Regions from separate parts of the Columba livia genome. Here region 2 is linked to region 1. Evidence: chromatin contacts called from public Hi-C data. All regions are on one chromosome and are shown on one strand. The core of a region is the stretch at or near the end of the contact, and the rest is flanking DNA. Distances in the headings are between cores, read along the strand shown. Region 1 holds the start of LOC110355874 (WAP four-disulfide core domain protein 3-like). Region 2 holds the start of LOC102091974 (BPI fold-containing family B member 4).

Evidence for each region. A called contact is a pair of places that touch in the nucleus more often than the background predicts.
Region 2: a contact with region 1 is called in a Hi-C map of crop, with 3 times the contacts expected there. The contact joins the promoter of LOC102091974 here to the promoter of LOC110355874 in region 1. A contact is called at or near these places in 2 of 2 Hi-C or Micro-C datasets (crop and liver).

What each region holds. Positions count from the first base shown.
Region 1 is chr16:5,593,324-5,597,571 of bColLiv1.pat.W.v2, reverse strand. It overlaps LOC110355874 (WAP four-disulfide core domain protein 3-like), which reads right to left and starts at 1,966. Exons shown (of 5, transcript XM_065032073.1): 1 at 1,809-1,966; 2 at 1,319-1,459; 3 at 833-970; 4 at 355-747. The coding sequence starts at 1,893.
Region 2 is chr16:5,818,733-5,822,980 of bColLiv1.pat.W.v2, reverse strand. It overlaps LOC102091974 (BPI fold-containing family B member 4), which reads left to right and starts at 2,020. Exons shown (of 17, transcript XM_065032094.1): 1 at 2,020-2,162; 2 at 3,664-4,248.

The DNA.
Region 1 (4,248 bases), core at 717-3,216:
GCAGGCTTTTCCCCCGGCCTCTGCAGGCTGAGTGCCTCCTTGGTCAGGTTTCCTACTTTGGTCAGAACCAGGCAACAGTGTCAGTAATCACAATTTTGCAGCCTGATTATCAAAGATGACATAGCTCCCAAGATGGAGGTGCGAGTTGGTTGAAATCACCCAGCATGTACAGTCGGAGGCTGCTGTGCAGTGTGCCAGTGTGAAGCGAGGTGCTGCCACGCTCCCTGCTGCCAGGGGGCTGCCCTTGTTCCATGGGGACCCCAGCAGACCTGCCAGGTCTGGCTACCCAGCTGCAGGGAGGCAGCCCTGCACTCCCACCCTGCCCAGGCAGGGCAGCCCAGTCCCTCCTCTCACCTGGTTGCTGGCAGACCTTCTGGCACTCCTCCACCGTTTCAAAGTTGTTGGGGTTCCCCTGGCAGCCACCGTAGATGAAGGGTTGGCAGGTCCCCGTGGCAGGGTTGTAGACATAGCGACGGTAGTATCCCCTGCATGGGCCACGGATGGGGGGGAGGTGACAGATGTGAGGTGAGGATACAGGGCTGTCGGAAGGAGCAGGATCCAGCCAGTGGTGCCTGCCAGTGTGCGGGAGCGGGGCCATGGTAGCTTTGTCCGGAGACAGGCAGCCGAGGCCACAGCCCGTGAAGCAGCACTTGTTGCGGCCGGGACAGTCGGTGTCATCGGTGCAGGAGTTGTTGCAGGGGGCAAAGGTCTGCAGCACCTTTCTCTTGGGGCAGACGCCTGATTTGGCTGCAGGTTGGAAAAGCAACAGGGTCACAGGCGAGGTCTGTCCTGGCCACAGCCCCCTCCCCACAAGCCCTGGGGCTGTTCTTACCTGGCACCGGCTGTACGCACTGGACGTGGCAGCCTATGCTGCAGCACTTCCCATTGCCTCGGCACTGGCTGTCACTGCTGCACTCCACAAGGCAGATGCTCACCACGTCAGGGGCCTGCGGGCAGAAGCCCCTCTTGGCTGGGGGTGCCAAACAGAGTCAGAGCCCCACCAGGCACTGCCTGACCCCACCACCCAACCCAACCATGGGTGCTCACCCCCGGGCCTGTGGGCAGGGAGCAACAGGCACCCCTGTCCCTCAAGACCAGAGGAGCTGAGAGCAGGGATGAGTGTGTGGGACACCCTTGCCGGCCCTTGTGGGTGATGCACCCCGCAGGCAGCAGCTCTGCTTGGAAGATCCCAGACCCAGCACATCCTGTCCACATGCTGTGACGGGGCATGGGGGCTGGCAGGGCTGCAGGACCCGCTCCCCTTGGAGAGCACTGCACAGGCTCATCCTTGTCTACTGGGGCAAATTGACCCCCTCACCTCCGATGGGCAGCCGGCACTCCTGTCCGCAGCCGGTGCTGCAGCAGCGCCCGCTGCCCGGGCAGTCCCCGTCCGAGGAGCAGAAGTTGTCACAGCGTCCCACGGGGATCCGGCTGGGCGGGGGACACTCGCCATCCCTCCCTGTGGGGACAGGCAGGGGGTCACGGCGAGTGGGACTCCAGCACGGGCAGTGGGGCACGTCGAGGTACCGGGCACTGGTAGGATCGGGCACTGGCGTAGCTGCCCAGCACCTCGGGAGCTGCCAGCGGGTGAGGGACCGGGGGACACGGCGCTGCCTCAAGGGGTCCAGCCCCGCTGGGTGCGGGCTCTGTAGCAGCGGGGACCGCGGGGCTGCACAGGGCGTCCCGCGGGATGTCCCAGCTCGGAGACCGGGGACCTCCAGCTTACTCCCACCGAGGCGACCCCGGGGAGAGCGGGGCGGTGGCGGGAGCGGGACCGAACTCAGGGCGCAGTCCGGGCCAGGGCTCACCTAGCAGGCGCTGCCCCGCGGCCGGGCCGGGGAGGGCGGGGAGGGCCGGGAGGGCCGCCAGCAGCAGGAGCAGCCCCGGCGTCATGATGCTGCCCCGCGGCGCCCACGCCCGCTTAAGTAGAGCCCGGGAGTCCCGGGCCGGGCTGGCCCCGCGCCCGCGCCGCTCCCCGCCCCTGGCCCGTCCACGGCGCTCCCGGAGCCCTACAGGGCCCGGCCCGCTCCGGCGGAGCAACAGCCTCCTCTGCCGGCCGCCCGGGATGTGCGCAGGATCGGGCCCGAGCCCACGAAGCACACGGAGCCCAGGGAGCTGCAGGACAGCAGGGGCAGAAGGGGGGTCTGGGCAGGCAGAGCTGGGAAGGCTCGCAGGCGGGGAGGGGCTGCACATGCCCGGGGTCTGTTCCCTGTGGCCAGGGCACAGCGGCAGGAGGACATGCCAGCTTCACACTGCCTTGTGCAGGCAGGACTCAAACACGTCATTAATGGCACACAGCTATGCGCTGTGACACACGGTGAGTGTGTGGCAGCCGAGAGAAGAGCGCAAGGACAAAGTCCTGCAGAATGAGGGGCCGCCAACGGCAGCCAAAGGACCAGGTGCTGCTTAGAAGAGGCTGGTGACTCCCCACATCACCACTCTGGCACTGCAGCGTGTGCCACGTTGGGGCAACGATGTCACTCAGAGTGACGCTGTGCACATTAACCAGGGACAGGACTGCTTTTACAGCCCCCAGTTTTCTTGTTCCATTTGTTTCAGACCCAGACTTTCTGTAGCAACAGGTGCATTTGGGCAGTTGGAGCAGGGATGACGCAAACAGGAATTTCCAAGTGGGGAAATATGATCGTTGAGCTGTAAAACCCCGTATGAGATTGCAGAGGCCACGTCAGCCTCAGCACAGACACTTGCTTCCAGCCACACTGGCCTTGTGACAAACCCCCAGGCAGGGAGCGTCCTGCCCCGCACACTGGGACCCTGGCCAAGGCCTTTCTCCCCAGCTCCTGCTCCAGCAGAGGTTGAACCCCTTCCACCAGCCCCTCTGAAACCCAGTTCCTGCCCCTCTCCACCCCCGTGGCCATAGTCTGCCTTTGCTGCAGCCCTGCCAGCCCCCCTGCGCCCAGCAAGCCAGGCTCCTCTGCCCGGCCTGCCAGCAGTAGATGCAGGTGCTCTTGGCCATGGGGGGACATGGCAAGCTGTGCCAGTGTGTCCAGCAGAGCCTCAGGGCACAGCAGCACTGTGGGGTCCCTGTGAGGACCGAACACACCTCACCTTCGGCCCCATCACCTACCGCACATTCGGCTGTGCCGGGTTCTCTGTCCCCTCCCCACACCGTTAACCTTGGGGTCCCCCACCCTGCCCTGGACCACTTCCTGCCAGTTCTGGTGTGTGGTGAGGTGAAAGGCAGCCCCGGTGCTGACCCTGCTGGAGCACCGACCTGCCGTGACACGTCTGCAGCCCGTCAGCCTGCCGGCACCCAGCCACCTGCCTGTCCCTGCAGAGGAATGGTGCTCAGTGCACAATGCCTGGCCTGGCACGTCACTCAGGCTTCCCACGCTCTGCTCCCCCTGAGGCCACACTCACCCGCAGGGACCCAGCCGGCTGTCACCTGCAGATCTGTGGGCAGACACAGCAGGATGCGGGCACCAGGCCAGCACCAAGGCAGTTGCTCCATCCCAAAACGTCCCTGAGCCACACTGCCAGGACAGCCCCCACCCTAGGGCTGCATCCTCCTGTTCTGTGCCCCCTGGATTCTTGTCCCAGCAACTCATCTAATCACTTGTCACACCTGGGCAGTACTTCAGATCTGACATGTTGACTCCCAGAGTTTGGTGATGAGACCACCTGCCCTCTGCCCCTTGCCTGCAGGCCTCCTGCAGTGCTCTCAGCTCCTGCAGCCACGGAAGAAAGTCCCATCTGCACCCTTTGGGCCACATGGGATGTACCAGCATTCTCCTATCCCCTCTGTTCCCTCTTTCCCAAGCCAGAGAGCTCCAGCCCCTTCCTCTGGGCTCGCCGTGGCCATGAGGGTCATGATGGCTGCATCTCCCTTTCCACCGGGGAGGGTGCTGTTGGGTGCCAATGTCCCCACCCTGTCTGCAGCCTGGCTGCTGGGGCTGGGGCCATGGTAAATGATTTCTCAGGCAATAACACATTGTGGGGCTGTCTCTGCCTCGGGCACACCATGAAACACAGCAAGAGTTTCGATACATCAAGGTTATGTGTGTGGCGGCCCCTCCCCAGCCCCGCGCAGATATAAACCCTTGCTGATCCGCATTGGTCATCCAGCACTCGCAGGAACAGCCATGAAGATCACCGGCATTCTGCTCATTGGCATCATGGCCCTGTGCGCCCAACTGCAGGCGGCTGCCGTGGCTCCTGGGGGCACAGGTGAGTGCTTGGGCATCACGGGGTGGCCATGTCCCCCGGCTCTCAGAGTGTTGTGGGGCT
Region 2 (4,248 bases), core at 771-3,270, 230 kb before region 1:
GAATCTCAAGGCCTCATTTTCATCTGAGTAATTTTATATGGAAAATAGGGAAGTATTTTTATTTTTTTTTTTAATTCAGACTCTCTGCTCCAAATAAACCTCCGCAACGCTCATCTCCTGTACATAAAAGTTTCTTGAAGTACTAGTGATAAAGCTGTTTAGTTCAGCTCTATTTCCATGCTCTCGGTGACTTTGTTAAACAGCAGTTCCCTGCAGACAGCTGCCGCTTTGATGCTAGGTGCTGTATGGCACATTAAAAACCCTTAACTTGGTTTCTGAAGCCTCACTAAAACCCTACTGGGACTTTGATGTTGAGAAGATTCCAAACTCTCTGAAGCTCACCCGGCCTTATCTTGGAGGCAGACCAGCGAGCGGCTGCCTCAGGCAATAAAATATCAGTGGCAGCAAAAATGTGTAGTGATTATTTATGGTCTGAGCATCTGCAGTCAGGAGAGGCTGCTGGAAACTACCAGAGCCTGGTGATGCCATGAAGAATCCAGTTCTTCATTTTGGAGACAATATTAACGGCCGCGTCCTTATCGTGGTGATCCAGCCGAAACGGCTCAGCGGTTTCATGCACAAGCTCCCGTTGGAAGCATCTGTGCCTCCCAATGTTTGCAAAGGGTGTCTCTTGCTCAGTGGTGGGATGCTAAAAGCAACTGTAGAACCTTATTAGGTTTTGATTAGATGGCAGCAGGTTTTAACTGTACCCCGTTTTGTGCTCTGCATTGTCACCGTGCACCTTCCTGCTTGCCAGGGCCACTGGCAGCATGGGGACGTTTGGCATGTCCGTGCAGGTGAGTGTGTCACCATTGCACAGGTGAGGAGCTCTGGCTGCTGAGCTCATTAGTGGATGTTGTTAATGGATCAGTCTGTGCTGTTCCAGCATTAACAAAGTCTTGTTTTTACTGTGTGAGTGAAATTGGCCTTGAACCAACTTTTATTTTTTCAGACTTCACTCTATAGTGTGAAATTCTAGGGCATGGTGTGTGACTCGCTCCACTGTGCTATATTTATTTTCTAGGTTGATGCTTAGTTCTTTGCAATGTCTCAGATACGCATCAAATTGTTTTTCAGAGTTAAAGGAGAATTAAATGATCTCTCTCTTTTTGTCTATATTGCATTTTTGTGCACAGAAATCAATTTGACCCTGCTGTGAGTTGCTTTAGAAGAGTGTTTTCCCGTGCGTGTCTTTGAAATAATTTTCTGCAAAACATTGCCAACTGTTTAACGTTTGGTTCCAGCTCTGGAGACAGCACCAGCACTTTAGCCACGCGGTAAATGGCACTGGGCTCCAGTGAAGCTCCGGCCGCTGCCCCGCACGGAGCCCGCAAGCCCTTCCCGAGCTGTGGGTGCCTCACTGCCCACTCGGCCGGGGGCAGCGGGGGTCCCTGTCCCCGGGTCCCTGTTGCCGAGCAGTCCCTGCCCTGTGGAGCCCCCGAGACAGCAGGCAGCGCTCCCACAGGCCGCCAGCAGGGGGCGGTACAACCCAAGCGGCTCTGCTGCCCGCGGTGCCCAGGACCGGAGCGGCGCCGAACGGAGCCTGCCGTTGCCCTGGGGTCCACCGGTTCGAGTCTCCCCTCAGCGGTTGCGCGGCCCCGGACGCTCTGACCGCGTCAACCCCGCTCCGGGTGTGCGTCCGGCCCGTTTCCGTCTCCGGGCACGTTCTTGGGGGCTTCTCCTTGTGCTCTTGCTCGCTGTAGTGTGGGTGTATCTCACCAGGCTCTGGGGAGACCTCTATGGGGCACGGATGCTGCCATGCCTGGGCAGCATGGGCCCTGCTCTTTGGCATCGAAATTGCTCTTCGGTTTGGGAGCAGGGGAATCGAGGGAAGGTGTGGATGGGATCTGTGACGTCTCCCTGGTGCGTAGGAGCTGGACGGGGAGCGGGTACTCACAACCATACACAGCAGTTTAGGCATGAATGGGGATGCTGAACCAGGTGGGTCATGGGCAGCTGCCCGCCCTGCCAGCCCCTCCATGTTCCTCACCCCCCCAGCCCCGCCGTGTTTCTCACCCTGCCAGCCCACTCCAGCTTTTAGCTCCTCTAATGCCTCTTTGTCTCCTTTCAGTGTCATGCTGGTATTTCGCGGCTTCTGCACTGTGACAGGATCCTTGTACCAACTGTCACTGGACTGACTGTGGAAGGGAAATAACATATGGGTGAGTTAGACCTTAGTTCTGCTCGTCAGGATAATTAATTCATTAGCAAGGTTCAGCACCAGGTTTGTTTAACATGAACTCCCTCTCTTGTTTCAGCTGCAGTTTCTTTAGAGCAGTTGGTATCTCCCTAGAAATAGGCTTTTATTTACATAATGCTGACTCCAAACCCTTGAGTGGTTGTAGGGGCTGTAATTTATCCCCTGAGGAATGTCTGGACAAAGCACAGCACTAATTCTGCCACCTGCACTGATGATGTGTCTGAAGAGACTATGTCAAGTCTCTATTAAAAGCTGAGAATAAGACAGAAAACCTGAAATCTTTACCTACAGAAGATGTATGTGCGTAACATAAGGCTGCTGCTAATTCTTCCTGGGGATTAATAGAGACAATCAAGGACACTTTCACTCAATGTTGCTTTTCTTTTTGTAAGGCAAAGCTTCCCCAAACCTGAGGCGAGACAGAAACATGACTTTGAGGCTATGTTGCTGTCTTTCAGTCAAATGGAAATAGCTGTCTTTATTTTAAAAGTCTCTGTCGGCACCGAAGTGCTGACGCTTTCTGAGACAATGAAATGGACAGGAATCCATTTTGCAGGCTGTAAGGAAGGCAAAAAAATAAATTGGGAGAATGAAGAGTGAGGAGGAATTGAGGTGTTCACAGCGCAAGTGATTGGAAGTGATGGGAAGAAGGCAGAAAAGGGATTTATTTGTTTAAAATACAGGACTAGGTTTGACTTCAAGGTGCCCGTCGCATCACCGAGGAATCCGCGCTGCCGTGTGTGTGCTGGGGTGCAGGGCAGGGATCCCCTGCAGACACCCCCAAACAGAGGCAGCGCCCCCCTGCCAGCCCCACAGCCTGTGCTGGGGCTCCCGGCAGCCCCGCAAGGGGGTCACAGCCTCTGCGGCCCTGGAACAGCTGTCGGTTTGTGGAAGTGGCCAAGCTTGCCCTGTGTGGGGCCAGAGGAAAGAGGGTGAGCTGGGGAGCCCGCAGTGTGCCAGACCTGGAAAGGTCAGGGTGCAAGATGTGCACCCAGAGGAATGCTCGGGGCGGCACTTGGACCCCAGCTCAGTCTCTGCAGGTCCATGACAGGCAGATGCCAGCAAAATCTTGCAAAACACAGTGAAACCAGCACCTGCCCAAGCAGCTGGGGAAGGATTTGTTGAGTTTCCTGGGTCTTCCTGCCTGGTGTGACCTGGTTCCCCCCACGAGTCCTTTGGCCTGTGCTGCTTTTAGCATCGCATCATGCAGCTCCCATGTCCTGGTGAGGTATGAAGACATGTCTGCAAAAACGTGTCTATTTTTGCACTGCAACTTGTCACATTGCACCTGGCTAATGAAATTTGTCCGTCCTCTCTGGCCGATGACATTATGCTCATTTTACTTCAGTTCACATCTTGGAAGCAGAAAGTTTCCTGTCTATAAAATTCCTGCAGACATTGATTTGTTGTCATCTCACGGTACCGATTTTTCCCTGCCTCGCTGTTTATGCTCGGCATTGCAGATGCATCCAGAAATCGATGCTGCTGCTCTGGCTCCCGACAGGCAGCTCCAGGACCTGCTGCCCACGGCTCTTGTGCTGGTTTTCCTGCCCGTGGTCTCTGCCGTGGCCCTTCCCCGGGATGATGGTTCTGTTTCCCGAGTTCCCTATGTAGGAAACTGCTCGGGTGAGTGATCAGACACGGGTAAATCCTTTTGACGTCTGCCGACGCACAACCTGCCACGAGCCCAGGGTCAACGCGAGCCTGGGATGGGTTTGGCAAGGCTCGCCATTGTTGTGAACAGTGATTAGTATTAATTAAGCTGCTCTGCCCTTGTGCACTGCTGGCAGTGGAAGCAGCAAGCCCAACCAACTGTAAATCTGGCTGTGGGGATTGTGGGTTTCCAACAATCCTGGGCTAAAGTCCAGTCCCAGAACTTGAGGAGGGTTTGATTCTTCAGTTCTTACTAAAACTCTCCAGCTCATTTCTGGGAGATTGGAGTTAATGTTTTGACAAATCCTGTTGCTAGAAATTAGCTTTTGAGTCTGGCTCTGGGAGGGTTTGCTCATCCCAACTCGAACACTCCGCAGGTGGCGTTCCAAAGGCAC